2 separate regions of the Gasterosteus aculeatus genome follow, and region 2 is linked to region 1. Evidence: chromatin contacts called from public Hi-C data. All regions are on one chromosome and are shown on one strand. The core of a region is the stretch at or near the end of the contact, and the rest is flanking DNA. Distances in the headings are between cores, read along the strand shown.

Region 1 (7,925 bases), core at 2,708-5,207:
CGTGGTGCAGGAGGGGGGATTGGTTGTCCTGGTGCAGGTGGGCCGCGTGGTGCAGGTGGGCCTCGTGGAGCAGCTGGGCCTCATGGTTGAAGTGGGCCTCCTGGAGCAGGTGGAGATCTGGGCGGAACGACACGGTTAGCTTTCAAATAATGAATATAAACAGTTTCCCTTTTTGCTATTGGCCCTTTATGAACCTCCTCAGCTTACCTTGGTGCAGGTGGGCCTCCTCGTGCAGGTGGGGGCCCTGGTGGAGGTGAGTGGCCGGGTGGAGCAGGCTTCCCTGGTGGAGGAGAGAGTTCCTCCGCAGGGGGCTCATCCTGCTGTGGCCCAGCGGGGGCTCAGCAGGAGGCTTGTTGACTCCGTCTACACCCAGACTGATGGCTGTTCCTGTCATGATGGAGGCCTGCACACACACACACACACACACACACACACACACACACACACACACACACACAATCAATCAATTGGATGATTAGTGTTAGTGTTAATCATTTTAGCTGCCATATATCAAAAGGTAAATGAAAGAGTATCGTGTTGCAGACTGCTGTGTTGAAGAAGACTTGAGACCATAAACTCATGTTTACAATGTTTACTGGGGGGAATAAATCCAGAGAGAAGTAGAGTCATTTCCTCATAGACGTCTATGGGAGCAGAGGAGTCGCCCCCTGCTGGTCACTACAGAGAAGTAGAGTCATTTCCTCATAGACGTCTATGGGAGCAGAGGAGTCGCCCCCTGCTGGTCACTACAGAGAAGTAGAGTCATTTCCTCATAGACGTCTATGGGAGCAGAGGAGTCGCCCCCTGCTGGTCACTACAGAGAAGTAGTCATTTCCTCATATACGTCTATGGGAGCAGAGGAGTCGCCCCCTGCTGGTCACTACAGAGAAGTAGAGTCATTTCCTCATAGACGTCTATGGGAGCAGAGGAGTCGCCCCCTGCTGGTCACTACAGAGAAGTAGAGTCATTTCCTCATAGACGTCTATGGGAGCAGAGGAGTCGCCCCCTGCTGGTCACTACAGAGAAGTAGAGTCATTTCCTCATAGACGTCTATGGGAGCAGAGGAGTCGCCCCCTGCTGGTCACTACAGAGAATGCAGCTTTATGACACTTTGAATCAACTTCACTCGACTTCGGAGGTTTCTGTGAATGACAACTGTGACCAACAGGTCGCTTTGTGTTGCGGCACGTGAGGGGGGACGGGGGGGTTCTGACCTCGATCTCTCTAAGGAGTTCCGACTGGCCGCAGGTCTCCAGGTCCTCCAGCGCCTGACACCAGAAGCTGTCATCTGGATCCAGCAGAACGCCGTCCACTTGTTGGCCAATAAATCTGTCACAAAGACAGCAAGCTGCTCTGAAATGACGAGGTGAACATACGTGTGGGGAAACACGCATGTTCTGCACGTCCGGGCTCCAGTCAGCTGGGTAGCAGTATGAACAGAGCCGGGGGGGAACACGGGTTTAATCCAACACGGGTAATCTTTTAACGCTCAATGTCCTTGACTGACGAGATTAATTCAGTTTCACTGCACAGCGGATTTTTTTTTTTTCGCCTCATCCTCCGTCTCTCCGCCTCCGCTAGTGTTACGTGATCGCAGCGAACGCCACTATCCTCCCAAGGCTTAGCTGACTCACGCACACACACACACACACACACACACACACACACACACACACTGATTCTGCTTAGTCAGCCTCGCGGGCTCCATGACTCAAACCCCACTGCGACGTCTCCCAGAGACCTGGATCACCAGCGACCTCTCGGATCCAATTCAACGTCCTGCTTTTAAGACTGAAGCAGGTTTCTGGGATGGAAAGTAATCGAACTTTAAGCGTGCGAGAAACAACGTTACTCAAAGTTCTGCCGGGTGAAAACATGGCGGTTCACTCGGCTGGTACAAGGAGACGACGTGACGGCGGTGAGAAGACGAGAAGACGAGACGCACCCAGCTGGTTTGTCCCAGTCGTCCTCGCTGAAGCCTCCGTCACTGAAGGGGTAGTTCTTCCGGCGCCCAGGTGGGGTCGTGGTGCCGCGCTGCTGCTTGGCACTGCGCCACTCGTGGGGGTGGAGGGCGACGCCTGCGGCCTGCTGGTTGTACATACCTGCGGGGGGGGGGAGGGGGGGGGGGGTCTTTGTTACGCTATCGTCGGCCCACTTTGCCGAGCCGCCGGCGGAGCGTTTAGGGGCGTTACCCTGGCTGCCGTAGCCGGCGTCCAGGCCCGAGCCGTCCCAGGACTCCATGGCCGAGTCCACGCTGGGGACGGTGGTGGAGTAGAGCTCCGACAGCTTGCTGGTCTGCTGGCTGTCCGTCAGGTCGTCCTCCTCGGGGTCACTCAGCTCGTTCTCCGTGGCGTCCTCGCCCTCGGCCGCTTTCCTCTCCTCTGCGTCTGGGAGTTTGAAGGAGACGTTTTGTTTTGACACCTTTTACACCTGAGGCCAAGGTGTGTGTGTGTGTGTGTGTGTGTGTGTGCGTGTGTTGTGTCGTGGTGTCGTTACCGTCACTCAGGCTGTCGAGCTGCTTCTTAATCTTCAGGGTGACCGTCTCCCCGGCCATCTGCAGCAGGTGGATGGCTTCGCTCAGCGGTTTGCCCTTCAGACTCACGCTGTTGATGGCCAGGATCCGATCCCCTACGTGGATAGCCCCTGTCCTGGACACGCACACGCACACGCACACACACACACACACACACGGTGAGTCTAATACATCGCCAGCAAGCAGGAGATCAAAAGTACATCGCCATCCACCCAATAACGTGCTGTCAGTCCAGATGAATCTGTCCTTTTCCTTCTGCTTATACAGACTCAGGTTGTGTGGGGGGGGGGACGGGGGGACGGGGGGACGGGGGGGGGGATCAGCCTGCTCTGATGGAGCCGTGTTGTCTCCCCGTGCACCACGTGCACCTCAGAGATCGCAGGAAGAAGCAGTCGCTGCGATCGTGTTCGTTCCGGTCATTTACGGGCTGTCAGCCAACAGGAAGTGGAGCGGGAGGTGGAGGTCACTGCGTGCGTTGTGTGGAAGCGTGTCGGGGGGCCGAGCGGATGCTCATGACTCTTATGTCACGGCCCCTTCGCTCTGGTTACTGTGGTTACCAGTCCTTATCTCTTATTGTTTCACATCTGTCGGGTCGTCTTCATCCTCATCTTACTTCCTGTGGCTTCTGGATGGGATCGTAACACAACGTAACACAATCCAAGTAGAGCAGACTTTATATATACTCTAATATATATATATATATATATATATATATACATATATCTGTATATATCTGGCACCAGAGACAGAAAAGCCTCAGAGACAGAAGAAGAAATGTCCTCCATGCGACTGGGACACATGAGAGGGTGCGAACGTGGGACCGCCGCCAACGCAAACCTCCCCCTCCCAGGACAGGATTCCAGAGCTCTGAGGAATGGCGTGTTCACCGATCTAAATATAAAAGGCCATGGAAACACAGACCAGCTGAGATTAGCTCGTGTGTTTTGATGCTTTTTAAGTGCCTTATCAGAGTCACGCAGTAGAACAACGCTTGAGTGACGGGACACAATGTTCCTCATCGCCGACCCGGTAGGAGGAACATCGTGTCCTTCGATCTATTTAACTCAGATAAAGGAATTCTCCTCAGCGTTGCTGTTGTTGTGGTTTCACAATGAGGATGAAGACAAGAAGTTATGGTTTAATTCCATATCTCGTAAATGGATAACGGCCCAGAAGTAGCGTGCGTGTGCGTGCGTGTGCGTGTGCGTGCGTGTGCGTGCGTGTGCGTGTGCGTGCACCTCTCAGCCAGGCCCCTCTTGGTCAGGCCCGATATCGTGATGGGGTCGAAGGGCTCCTCGGTGCCGGAGATGGTGATACCCAGAGGGCCTCCGTAGCGCTTCAGCTCCACCGTGTAGATGATGCTGCCCGACGTCTCCTGCTCATCTGATGCACACACACACACACACACACACACACGTTAAGACCTATTCAGTCCACCGTGTGATACCGCATCACGTTATAAGATCATGCAAAATGCTTCTACGCAGAAGTGGGTCAAAACTCCTTCCAGAGACAACAAAGGCAAAGAAGACACTGTTTCCATGGCAACTGGGGGAAAAGAACGCCTTGTCACCGTGGAGCATGAACACATAATGTAACATATTTACACCCCGCGTGAGTCCGTGTGCACGGGTCATATCATCCGAGTCATAGTCGGGATTACACGACCTCGTGTCATTGTGTTTCTTTACACGGCGCCACACACACACGTGTTGATTGAATCCACCTGTCGTTTCCAAGAAGTGAAACGGGTCCTCGACTGGTACAAAATGTAAAACCCAACCAGCATTTATCATCTCAGTCCATTCCTTCCTCTTCCTTAACGCTACGGGTCTCGGGGCCTTTAATAGATTGCGTTTAGGCGCACGTCTCTGATTGACCACGCAGGAGCCGCCTCAGGAGTCCAGCAGAGGGCGACAGCGGCCCCCCGTGGCCAACAGCTGCTACTGCATCTCCTCAAAGCTGCTGCTGAGCCAGGCCAACATGTGTTTAACCACATATAAGAAACAACAAAGCATCTGGAGACGAGTTTCCCTCGTGGAATCACCCCCCCGCCCCGTTTACCCGAGTTGTCTTCGTCTTTGCGTATCTTCAGCTTCACCAGCTCCTCGCACTGCTGCAGGATCTGCTCGGCGTCCTCCCTGGAGCAGTTCTCCAGCCGCACGTTGTCGATGGCCAGCAGCTTGTCGCCGGGCTCCAGCGTCCCTGTTCTGCAGGAGGGTGGAACCGTGTTAGCACTCGCAGAGCGGCGGTGCTGATCAGCAATCGGTGGACTGAGGTACCTGTGGGCCATGCTGCCCTTCTTGATGTCAGAAATGATGAGCGCCTCTCCTTGCTTCTTACTGGCTGCGGACGAGGACGACATCACACGGTGACACAGAGCGTTGATTTCAAATATACACAAGCCACATTATTGTTAACGAATATGATAATAGTTACAATGACAATATCATAACAGAAGATCCTCCTCCTCCTCCTCCACCCTGTAGGATGCAGTTTAATACGTGATGATACGTTGATCTTTCTCTCGGATCATTACAGCTGTATATAAATATACATACTATAGTGTGTTATTAAGGTGTGCGGGTCCTCTCCCGGTCAGCAGTGAACTCTTATACTCAGAAGGTGGCTCCATCGCACCATCCTCTGCCTCAGTTATTCACACAGCAGCATCGTGAAGTCAAAATATAAACCTCTTTTTGATTTGGCTCATAAATGCAGCTTGATGCCACCAAATATCACTTTATGATGTATTATTACAGATAAAGTAATGAAGCCTTCACATTGTTACACAACTACGTTCACTCTTAGTGCATCGACTTTATTTGAATTCTAATACTTTTACTTTGACGTACAGTGGAGTACTTCTACACAGTTCTCTCTGTAATACTTATTGATGTACTTCAACGTCTTCTATCCAAATATTCAAATCAGCTGTCACTCGCCAATGTCACGCTCGCCCGACCGGAGGCCGATCACGGCAAGGAAGAGGCGGGCTTACGTTGCCGGTGACTTCCTGCCTCGACATCGTTGAGGTGATTGACAGCTACGGCGAACCATGTGGCGTGCGTGTTCTTACCACTGATGGTGAGCCCCAGCTCCACCCCTCTTTTCTTGGGCAGTTTGACGTGGAACGTCCCGCTGCTCGGCACCACCGACTCTGAGACACAAACACACGCGACAATACGAACACGTCCTCTCCTCTTTCGTTCCACAGACGTTGCTGTGCCTCAGAGCGCCAGCAAGTAGACGACGTTTAACACGTTATTTTCAGAGTAACGGTCTCGCTGGGGATTCGCCGGCATCGCGGTTCAACGGCAGGCTGAGGAACTCTACCTCTGTTTAGAGATAATGACTTCTGACTCATTAAGTGATGCAACATCATGAAAGGCAACAAAGGAAAAGGCGGACGAGTAACCGGCGAGCTGCGATGAAGAGGAGATCACGAGGAGCAACAGGTACTGATAAGAGGTTTGCATGTATAGACGTTGCAACGAAGCTCCGTGTTTATATTTCAGCTTCTGCTTCCTGTCACGTGAGGACTCAACGGGCTTTAGAGTCACAATTAAACAAGCGTGTGTGTGTTTTTATCTTTAGCGGTCAGAAGGACTCGCCACGCTCAGCGGGCTGAACACTGGCTTTAAATGGCGTTAAACACCAAGGAGGAGCTTTGACGGGCATCGTGGACAACGGGAGACACACTGCGTCGACGCGTCAATGAGCTTTTGCCGACAGCTTCGGCCTATTTCCACCGACTTCACGGACCTGCAACGTCGAACTCTACGTCCAGCGAGACCTTGTTGGTCAGCGCCGCGTCCCGCAGCAGCTGATTGGCCTCCTCCAGGGTTCCGTCTTCCGTGGGGATCCCGTTGATTGACAGGAGGCGGTCTCCGACCTGCAGCAGGCCGCACCTGCAACGGGGGGGGGGGGGGGGGGGGGGTTACCGCGGCGATGAGGAGGCGAGGAAGCATTCGACGGCCGGGTCGATACGCAGCGGTTTAGGCAGCCATGATATCCACATATCCAGGAGGCCACTGGTGGGCCAATAAGGGATCATCGAGAAAAACATTCAGAAATAAAACATGTTTATCATCCGTGACTGTTTGAATGTGATGAAACGCTCACTAAAGGGGAAAGCAGAAGGGAAACGCGGCGGCGTACTAATCCTCACAGTGAGAATGTCTGTGATTTTGTTAAACAGAAGAAAGCAGAAGAGACCTCAGACCCCCTGTTGTGTCACCGCATTCTATCAGCGATTGCAGATTTAAATGCTGCTGATTTTAAAGATTCACCGAAACATCCACCATCTAGAAACCGAGGAAGTCGGTTCTGAAAGGAGAAAAAGCAGGTCGGGTTTGAGCGCTGAAGTGCTTCATTATGAAAACAGCGTGTTTGATAAACTCACCGGACACTAATGGCTCCTCCTCCTTTCTAAAACCACACAGTTAGCTTAGCATGAATAATTAACACTTGTGTTTTTAAAGGTTCATCATCATGGCGTTATACCATATTAAAACAGTGGCATTGACCTGCCAATCACAGTAAGCCCCGCCCCATTAAATATTAAATTACCTATCGAGGCCGTCTGCATCGTTTCGCTGTGGCTTCTTTTTTCCCTCTAATTATTTATTTATATATAGATATCTACGGTGAGAAATACATTCACCTTTCATCTAGATTCCTTTGCTCTTTATTTCTTTCTGCTGCTTTTCATAAACCTTCTTCTTCTGCCACAACGAACCTCAGGCTGTGGTGAAGACTTCAAACTAGAGACTGAGACCAGACGTCTATGGGAGCAGAGGAGTCGCCCCCTGCTGGTCACTACAGAGAAGTAGAGTCATTTCCTCATAGACGTCTATGGGAGCAGAGGAGTCGCCCCCTGCTGGTCACTACAGAGAAGTAGAGTCATTTCCTCATAGACGTCTATGGGAGCAGAGGAGTCGCCCCCTGCTGGTCACTACAGAGAAGTAGAGTCATTTCCTCATAGACGTCTATGGGAGCAGAGGAGTCGCCCCCTGCTGGTCACTACAGAGAAGTAGAGTCATTTCCTCATAGACGTCTATGGGAGCAGAGGAGTCGCCCCCTGCTGGTCACTACAGAGAAGTAGAGTCATTTCCTCATAGACGTCTATGGGAGCAGAGGAGTCGCCCCCTGCTGGTCACTACAGAGAAGTAGAGTCATTTCCTCATAGACGTCTATGGGAGCAGAGGAGTCGCCCCCTGCTGGTCACTACAGAGAAGTAGAGTCATTTCCTCATAGACGTCTATGGGAGCAGAGGAGTCGCCCCCTGCTGGTCACTACAGAGAAGTAGAGTCATTTCCTCATAGACGTCTATGGGAGCAGAGGAGTCGCCCCCTGCTGGTCACTACAGAGAAGTAGAGTCATTTCCTCA
Region 2 (7,925 bases), core at 1,896-4,395, 59 kb before region 1:
ACCGAGATCATATCGGCAATTTAATCAGCTGATTAAACGTCCTTAAACATGAGCATGAACTTTGACCGGCATCAGGTCCTTCTCACCTCGGCAGAGTCAGAATGAGAAGTTGACTCGTGCAGCAGCAAGCGACCTCGTGTACTTTCTGAAATAAGTCATAATGTTAAACGATATCTGGGCCAGACGTCGGTGTCTGAAATCTGCATTCTGTGTAGAAACCAGCAGGGGGCGACTCCTCTGCTCCCATAGACGTCTATGAGGAAATGACTCTACTTCTCTGTAGTGACCAGCAGGGGGCGACTCCTCTGCTCCCATAGACGTCTATGAGGAAATGTCTCTACTTCTCTGTAGTGACCAGCAGGGGGCGACTCCTCTGCTCACATAGACGTCTATGAGGAAATGACTCTACTTCTCTGTAGTGACCAGCAGGGGGCGACTCCTCTGCTCCCATAGACGTCTATGAGGAAATGACTCTACTTCTCTGTAGTGACCAGCAGGGGGCGACTCCTCTGCTCCCATAGACGTCTATGAGGAAATGACTCTACTTCTCTGTAGTGACCAGCAGGGGGCGACTCCTCTGCTCCCATAGACGTCTATGAGGAAATGACTCTACTTCTCTGTAGTGACCAGCAGGGGGCGACTCCTCTGCTCCCATAGACGTCTATGAGGAAATGACTCTACTTCTCTGTAGTGACCAGCAGGGGGCGACTCCTCTGCTCCCATAGACGTCTATGAGGAAATGACTCTACTTCTCTGTAGTGACCAGCAGGGGGCGACTCCTCTGCTCCCATAGACGTCTATGAGGAAATGACTCTACTTCTCTCTTGATTTGTTCCCTCAGTAAACATTGTAAACATGAGTTTATGGTCTCAGTCTCTAGTTTCAAGTCTTCTTCAACACAACATATGTTCATTTAGTAAATGATGGTCCATTCAGAGTCAGACAGACTCTTGTTTTCTTTAACTGTCCAGAAGGAACTTTGTGGTCCAACGCTGATCTCGTGTGGACGTCGGTGTGATTGCATCTCTCTGGTCTTCATCAGCCTCACAGTGTTTCTGAATAAATACTTGGTTTAATGGTGAGATTCTTGTCAAGAAAATAACGGTTTACAAATTTACAGAAACCTGAAACACAAAATGTGTGTTTTTATAAAAAAAACTGAGTTCTTGATCATGTTTTTATTTTATGCTCATTTATTTTGGAAATCGGCTAGAGATCCACCAATCGAGAGCTAGGAGATTTATCATGTAGCCTTAGCATGTAGCTTTAGCATGTAGCTGGAGAATTAATGTCTTTAATTTTATTTGATACAACTTAACAATTTATTTCACAGATTCATCAACGTATTTCCAGTGGTTGGTTATTTCTTTATTATGTACCTTGAATATGATTTTTTAATTTTCAAATGTACGTGTTTTGACAATGACAGCAACCCACTGACCAATGTTTCCATGGTAACCGAGACCCCGGCTGACCAGTGTTTCCATGGTCGAGACCATTAACACAACATCAGGCATTCTGGTTGTCATTCAACAACACTGAGATTCATGCCTTCATTTAGTCATTGAGCACAGTTCAAATCAAATTCAAACATTCGTTCGACCGAGGTGCCAGATTTAATATTTCAAACACTAATTCAATGAGGAATCAACAATATGCAATATGATAAGTTAAGATATAGAGGAGTAATGCAATCCCTCTGCTCTCGCCTTTAAAATAGATTTCACTGACACAAATGAGGCGACGCTCATCGAGAAACAATCTAGAAAATGTACCATTTGATCAAAGAAGGTTTTTTAGATACATGCAGTGAGAAATATTTAAAGAAACACGTCAGTAAAGAAACATGAGCAGTTTAAAGCTGATGCATCTCCTTCCTCTTTGATATCAGTGTGACTGTAACAGCAGAAAGAAGACACACACAAGCTCTGCAGGAAATGTGTGAGACGCACCAAGAAGTCGCACAACTACACATCACACATTGTTACACTTCACACTGCACGACCTGCCGCAAAGTCACCAGAGATATGAACAATTCTTATTGCACTCGGCGCACTAGTGCTCGACTTCTTCATCTTCGTGCTGCCGGGCGCCATCTTGTGTCCGGCGGGGGGGGGCCACATCGGTTCCAGCAGAACGTGAGGACGGAGCAGGGAGAGGAGGGGGCGGGGGGGGGGGGGAGAGGTAATGGACAAACTTTTTTAAAAAAAAATCACTTTTAGAATGCGTGCACATTAAAGACGTGAAGCGACTGTCGCAGGGATCTCTTCCACCGCGGAGCTACGCTGCAGCTGAGGGTGGAATGGGTTTCTCCACTGCTCTGCTCTGCCTCCTCCACCTGCACCAGCACCCAGTATGGAGCACTGGGCTGAACTGGGAGAGGAGGCACGGGGCTCTTTACAGGACACACGTGAAAATAACAACAAGTCTACACACAGTGCTACAGCTGCACATTAGTTTAAAAGTAAACGATGCAAACACAAAATAGAAGTAGTTTTTGAACTACGGATAATTACATGTTTGTCAATGAGTTGATTGTAATGGTCTTGAATGCTAAGAGTTATCATCACAGGGTGATTACAAATAAGTACTAATAAGGATGTGCTCTCAAAATATGAAGCAGTTGAGGATCATTTTTTTTGCAGTAAATGACGTGGACTCAAAAAGGAAAAATGTGTGTTTCTACGTAAACAAAATGTAGCAGAAATCACATTTAAATAAAACATTATTGTTAGTAGCGTAGCACAGATGACGTCATGGCTGGAGCCGAGCATTTATACCTCGTATGAGCCACCAGATGACGCCGTTACATTGGCGTTGCTCCTTCCGAATGTCGTCATTCTGCATAAACGGCCTTGATTCCGTCATTTAGGACGACGCTCCGCACAAATAACTCAAGCGTCTTCACGGATGAGGTTCATCATTTAGAAATGAGGCGAAAGTCGCCACAAATGATGACGTTTGGGGTTAAATGCGTCACTTACCGCTGCGCAGTCCGACTAGTTGTGTCGCTGCAGTCATGGAGGATGGAAAGGTCTGGAAAGAGAGAGAGGGAGAGAGAGAGAGAGAGAGAGAGACATACAGCGAGAGAGAGAGAGACATACAGCGAGAGAGAGGGAGAGAGAGAGAGAGAGAGAGAGAGATACAGCGAGAGAGAGAGAGAGAGAGAGAGAGAGAGAGAGGGAGAGGGATAAAGACGGGATAGAAAAAGAGGGAGGAGAGTAACGGGTGGTACTGCGTAGCATCCCTCAGGGGTTGCCAGGTTTACAGTTTATCCGCCTACGGCGAGTGACGCATTTAGCACGCATGCGCAGTAGGCAAAGGGCTGATGAATCACTGTTTACGTACATAAGGTAACAGAATGGAGGAACTATTACATCGTTATGTAACTCGTTACAGGTTTAATGGCATCCAGAGCTGTTTATGACCACATCGTTTTGGTATTTTGTTCAAGTGTAAATAAGACGTATGTTTACCTTCATTTTTCATATCTTGAGTACATTTAGCTAATCCTTCCTGCTTTATTAACTCACGACCACTCGTCACATGCATGCGGCCCCGCGCTTCCCTCTGAAAGCGCGCGTTTCTCCGTGTTTCTCACGGACCTGGCAACCTCCGCACCCGGCGTGACGACACGACGCAGACACAGGAGCGATGGCGGACGAAGTAGAGCAGGTTGGAACCGCCGCGTCAAACTGCGGTTAATTTCTCGCCCGGCGTGTGTTCAGCGACCCTGGGAGGAGGCCGGGGGGCGTTCGACCCGTGAGCCGGTTTCCAGTGGGATCATCGTGCCCCTTTTGTTAGGTTTTACCCCGTAAACCGCGCGCCGCGGCCTGCAGGGGCTAGCTGCGTTAGCCCGGGCTAGCATCAATGCTAACCGTCAAAATGACCCAACGTGTGTTATTGGCGGCGCTGTTCAGTTAAACGTCACGTAGCACCGAGCTACTCAGCATTCATATACATGTATTGTTTAATTTGCGCGGTAACAACTGGAAAGAGTTTGACCCGTTTCAATTGTTTTAGTGAAAATATTCAAATGTGACGTTAATTGTCGTTTAATGCTCACCTATGAAATGAAAATACGTCTCCACGGTTCCATCTTTTCATTCACGCTTTGACGTTAATTTGGTTCTGCTTTACTTTCTCTACATTGTGGTTTCATAGCATGTGTTGGATGAATATGGCACTACAGGTGTTAAATCAGTCACACATGTTTTACTTTATTAGAAGACATTTGACGGACAAACCCGAAGGTATCCGCTTTCTGTGCGCATGCGCAGACACACCTGCTATACGCGTTCTCAGATTTTTGCAGTCATTTTCTTTTGATTCCAAGAAACCGATGAACAGGACATGAATCTATAAGTCACGTGTGTCTAACTGACGTCCTCTCGCTGGCAGCAACCGACTACCAACACGGTGGAGGAGCCGCTGGATCTGATCCGACTCAGTCTGGACGAGAGGATCTACGTCAAGATGAGGAACGACCGGGAGCTCCGCGGGCGCCTGCATGTAAGACGCACACGCAGTAATTACTGTTACGGGTGAAACTGAACTTCCCAGTTGATGTCCGTGGTTTTCCCTCCCCAGGCTTACGATCAGCACCTCAACATGATCCTGGGCGACGTGGAGGAGACGGTGACCACGGTGGAGATCGACGAGGAGACCTACGAGGAACTGTACAAGGTAGGACACGGGTTCCTTCGTCTCTGAGGTTCCGTTGCAGCTGCTGGGACCAAAGTCTTGATACGTTCGGTATAAACAACTATTAACCTAAATATTTGAATTGTCCCCTCTGCAGTCCACCAAGAGAAACATCCCCATGCTGTTCGTCCGGGGGGACGGCGTCGTCCTCGTAGCTCCGCCCCTCAGGGTGGGCTAATCCTCAACCACTTCCCGGTGCGAGGGGCAGCTGGGATGTTTCTACCCTTGGGGGGAGGGGAGGAGGGGGGGTACGCTCCAGCCTCCATCAGGTTCCTCCTCTGTCATCATTCACAAGGATTTCAAACATGTCTTCACTCAAAGAAAGGAAGAAACGGGCAACGAGAAGCCTTATTTCAGTTTTTATTTGGGCCCGATGTTGTCGATGGGTGATTTGCCCATCTGAGGTCCGTCTCAGTACCCTCGCTGGTTGTGCCCAGTAGAGCCCTTCATAAACCCCCCGTGATCGAGCTTTATTCTGAAGAAATCGCTCCAGATGTGTTTGTGAACTCTCTTTGGGCCCAGATGTGTCGAGTATTAAGAGCAGTTTTATTTTTAATTCTCAAGTGAAACCTTTTTTTTTTTTTTTATTCGTTTGTAGATTCTCCGAACTCTCGATCTGTGAGAACTTGAGACGTTTGAGTTCCTCCGGGACGCTTTTACTTTCTTTTTATATATTATATTTTTGTAGTGTCTTGTGGGACTGGAGAGTGCGTCATGTGAACATTTTCAACATTTGGTTTTGGTAACTTGAATAAAAAAGGTTGTTTGAAAAGAAAAGTGTCTTTGAAGTGTGAGTTAGTTCTTTATCACTAATGGATGATGATTAGAGACAAATCAGAGGACGATCCTTTAAAAGCATAAATGCTGAACTGTTTTACGTTTACGGCTTTTAAATGAGCAGTTTATGGTTTTATCTCTTCTGAAGAGGACAATTCGGGCTCTGAGATTTATTTAATGTTACTCAATTTTCTCACTTTAGTGTGGACCAAATTATTTTCCAGTAAATACTTGACGCATTTCTTGATAAAATAAATGGTTAAGTTTAGAATGAAGTACTTTATGATCTCAGTTTAGTTCAAAACCTGCCACGACGCCTCAAACCACAAATACACACAAGCCGTTTGTTACTTGGATGAACGTCTCTCACCACGTTGGGTCGTATTGAGAAGAGCACAAACACGCACACTTACACAATCACAAGAAGAAGGTTATGAGCAGTTGAGACCACTTACATTTACTACGGTCTAACAAAATGCTCTTTGTTTTTACTTGTATGCACTTTTGCTCCATTGATTACTGTCATCATTTCGGCAAATGTAAAAGGAGAGTTGCAAACTAACGTAAATCCAGCAAAGAATATCACAATATGCCGAATTATGTAAACCGATCATGTGTTTTCCCTTTGGACCGTCTGCGACGCAACAAATAACTTCATCTTTAACTGATTACAGAAAAGGGGAAAGTACTTGAGTACGCGCCATGAAGTCTTGTATTGGTGCGTTCTGGCCTCTAGATGGCGCCACAGGTGCACAGTGACCTGCAGCACTTGGTGGTTTTCCTTGCTGGGACGTGATGTTCCGCCTCTGAAGGGTCCTCAAACATCAAGTCATCCAAGATGGACACTTCTCCTCCTCTCCAAGAGACTTTAGTCTCTGGATGTTTGTTTTGTCATTTTCATTTCTTCAGTGGCTGCAGGGATTATTGTGCTTTATTATTCTGTTGGATGGACTTTATTTAGAGCACAATCCCCACGTTGTACGTTTGAACCTTTTAACGGTTTATTACAGATATTTGACTGAATAAAGTGGCTTTCAAACATGAACACAAACCCACCAAAACCAGGAGCTCAGAACCGGAGCTGCAGGTGGAAAACGTTTCCCAGCAGCGTTGTTTATTTGCGTGACCTCCGACGACCTGTTGGTACAAGTGGAGTCACAGAGAAGAAGTGGAAATATACTCATGGCGAAGCATTGTGACAGGAATAACTGCAGACGTGACACATAGCACCCCAACGCACACACACACACACACACACATTGAGACCAATGGTGTGTGTGTGTGTGTGTGTGTGTGTAGTGGGTAACTGGACAGGCATGTGACCCACAAAAATAATCAGATCGAAGCTCGTGGAACCTTGAAGCAGGACGTCCTTGAATTAATAGAATTGCAGACACACAGACACACACACAGAGACACACACATAGACACACCTCTCGTCGAGCCGTCATAAATACCAGCAGCCTCCGCTGCCCTTTCTTCCTCCCCGAGCAGCTGAAGCTCTTCAGCTTCTGCCGACGTTCTGCACACACAGAAATCTCGCTTGGAATTCTTAAATAGTTACTTTTAATCTCATGGACGTGCAGATTGTGCGAGGCGTCCCACCGGCGTCCCCCTGGCGTCCCACCGGCGTCCCACAAGCGTCCCACTGGCGTCCTTGAGAGCAGCTGCCGGGCCGCTTTGTTCAAACGGTGGTTTGTGTCAACGATTCCAACACTTTGAATCAGCGAAAACGTCTTGATGGCGTTTTAAAATGAGCTCTTTTTGACACACACACACACACACACACACACACACACACACACACACACACACACTTGTTCTCATGAATAAATCCACCCCCCCCCTGTCTGACTTCATACAACTGAACTCAAGTCTTAACACGCAAATGTATTATTTAGTAGTTATTTAATTATTATTATTATTAGTCATTTTTGGCTACAATAAACATAACGAAACTATATTTGCCCCTTTTTCTTGTCTTGTTGTGTATCTATGTTTACGTTTTTGCATCTTTTAAAGTCTGTAGTTGATTTGTGTCTCTTTGTAGTTGATTTGTGACTCTTTGTAGTTGTGTTGTCTCTCTGTAGTTGTTTTGTGTTGCTTTGCAGTTGATTTGTGTCTCTTTGTAGTTGATTTGTCTCTCTGTAGTTGTTTTGTGTTGCTTTGCAGTTGATTTGTGTCTCTTTGTAGTTGATTTGTCTCTCTGTAGTTGTTTTGTGTTGCTTTGCAGTTGATTTGTGTCTCTCTGTAGTTGTTTTGTGTTGCTTTGCAGTTGATTTGTGTCTCTTTGTAGTTGTTTTGTCTCTCTGTAGTTGTTTTGTGTTGCTTTGCAGTTGATTTGTGTCTCTTTGTAGTTGATTTGTCTCTCTGTAGTTGATTTGTGTTGCTTTGCAGTTGATTTGTGTCTCTTTGTAGTTGTTTTGTCTCTCTGTAGTTGATTT

What was found. A called contact is a pair of places that touch in the nucleus more often than the background predicts.
Region 2: a contact with region 1 is called in a Hi-C map of skeletal muscle, with 9 times the contacts expected there. The contact joins the promoter of lsm3 here to the enhancer-like site in region 1. A contact is called at or near these places in 6 of 6 Hi-C or Micro-C datasets (blood and trunk muscle, liver, skeletal muscle and 2 more).

What each region holds. Positions count from the first base shown.
Region 1 is chr17:1,498,268-1,506,192 of fGasAcu3.hap1.1, reverse strand. grip2b (glutamate receptor interacting protein 2b) reads right to left here. Exons shown (of 25, transcript XM_078092696.1): 13 at 6,299-6,444; 14 at 5,613-5,693; 15 at 4,816-4,879; 16 at 4,598-4,743; 17 at 3,772-3,916; 18 at 2,497-2,648; 19 at 2,193-2,387; 20 at 1,946-2,102; 21 at 1,215-1,329; 22 at 208-403; 23 at 1-117. Among protein-coding and RNA genes, the nearest start is that of LOC120835766, 32 kb to the left of the region's middle. Within about 2 kb of position 3,957, at least 4 of the 9 cell types and tissues checked have open chromatin away from gene starts, as enhancers often do.
Region 2 is chr17:1,556,906-1,564,830 of fGasAcu3.hap1.1, reverse strand. It overlaps lsm3 (LSM3 homolog, U6 small nuclear RNA and mRNA degradation associated), which reads left to right and starts at 3,145. Exons shown (of 5, transcript XM_040204328.2): 1 at 3,145-3,353; 2 at 3,578-3,675; 3 at 4,402-4,512; 4 at 4,591-4,686; 5 at 4,802-5,481. The coding sequence starts at 3,655. The coding sequence ends at 4,882. LOC120835419 (a long non-coding RNA gene) reads right to left here and starts at 3,580. Exons shown (of 3, transcript XR_013453280.1): 1 at 3,477-3,580; 2 at 2,985-3,036; 3 at 1,347-2,096.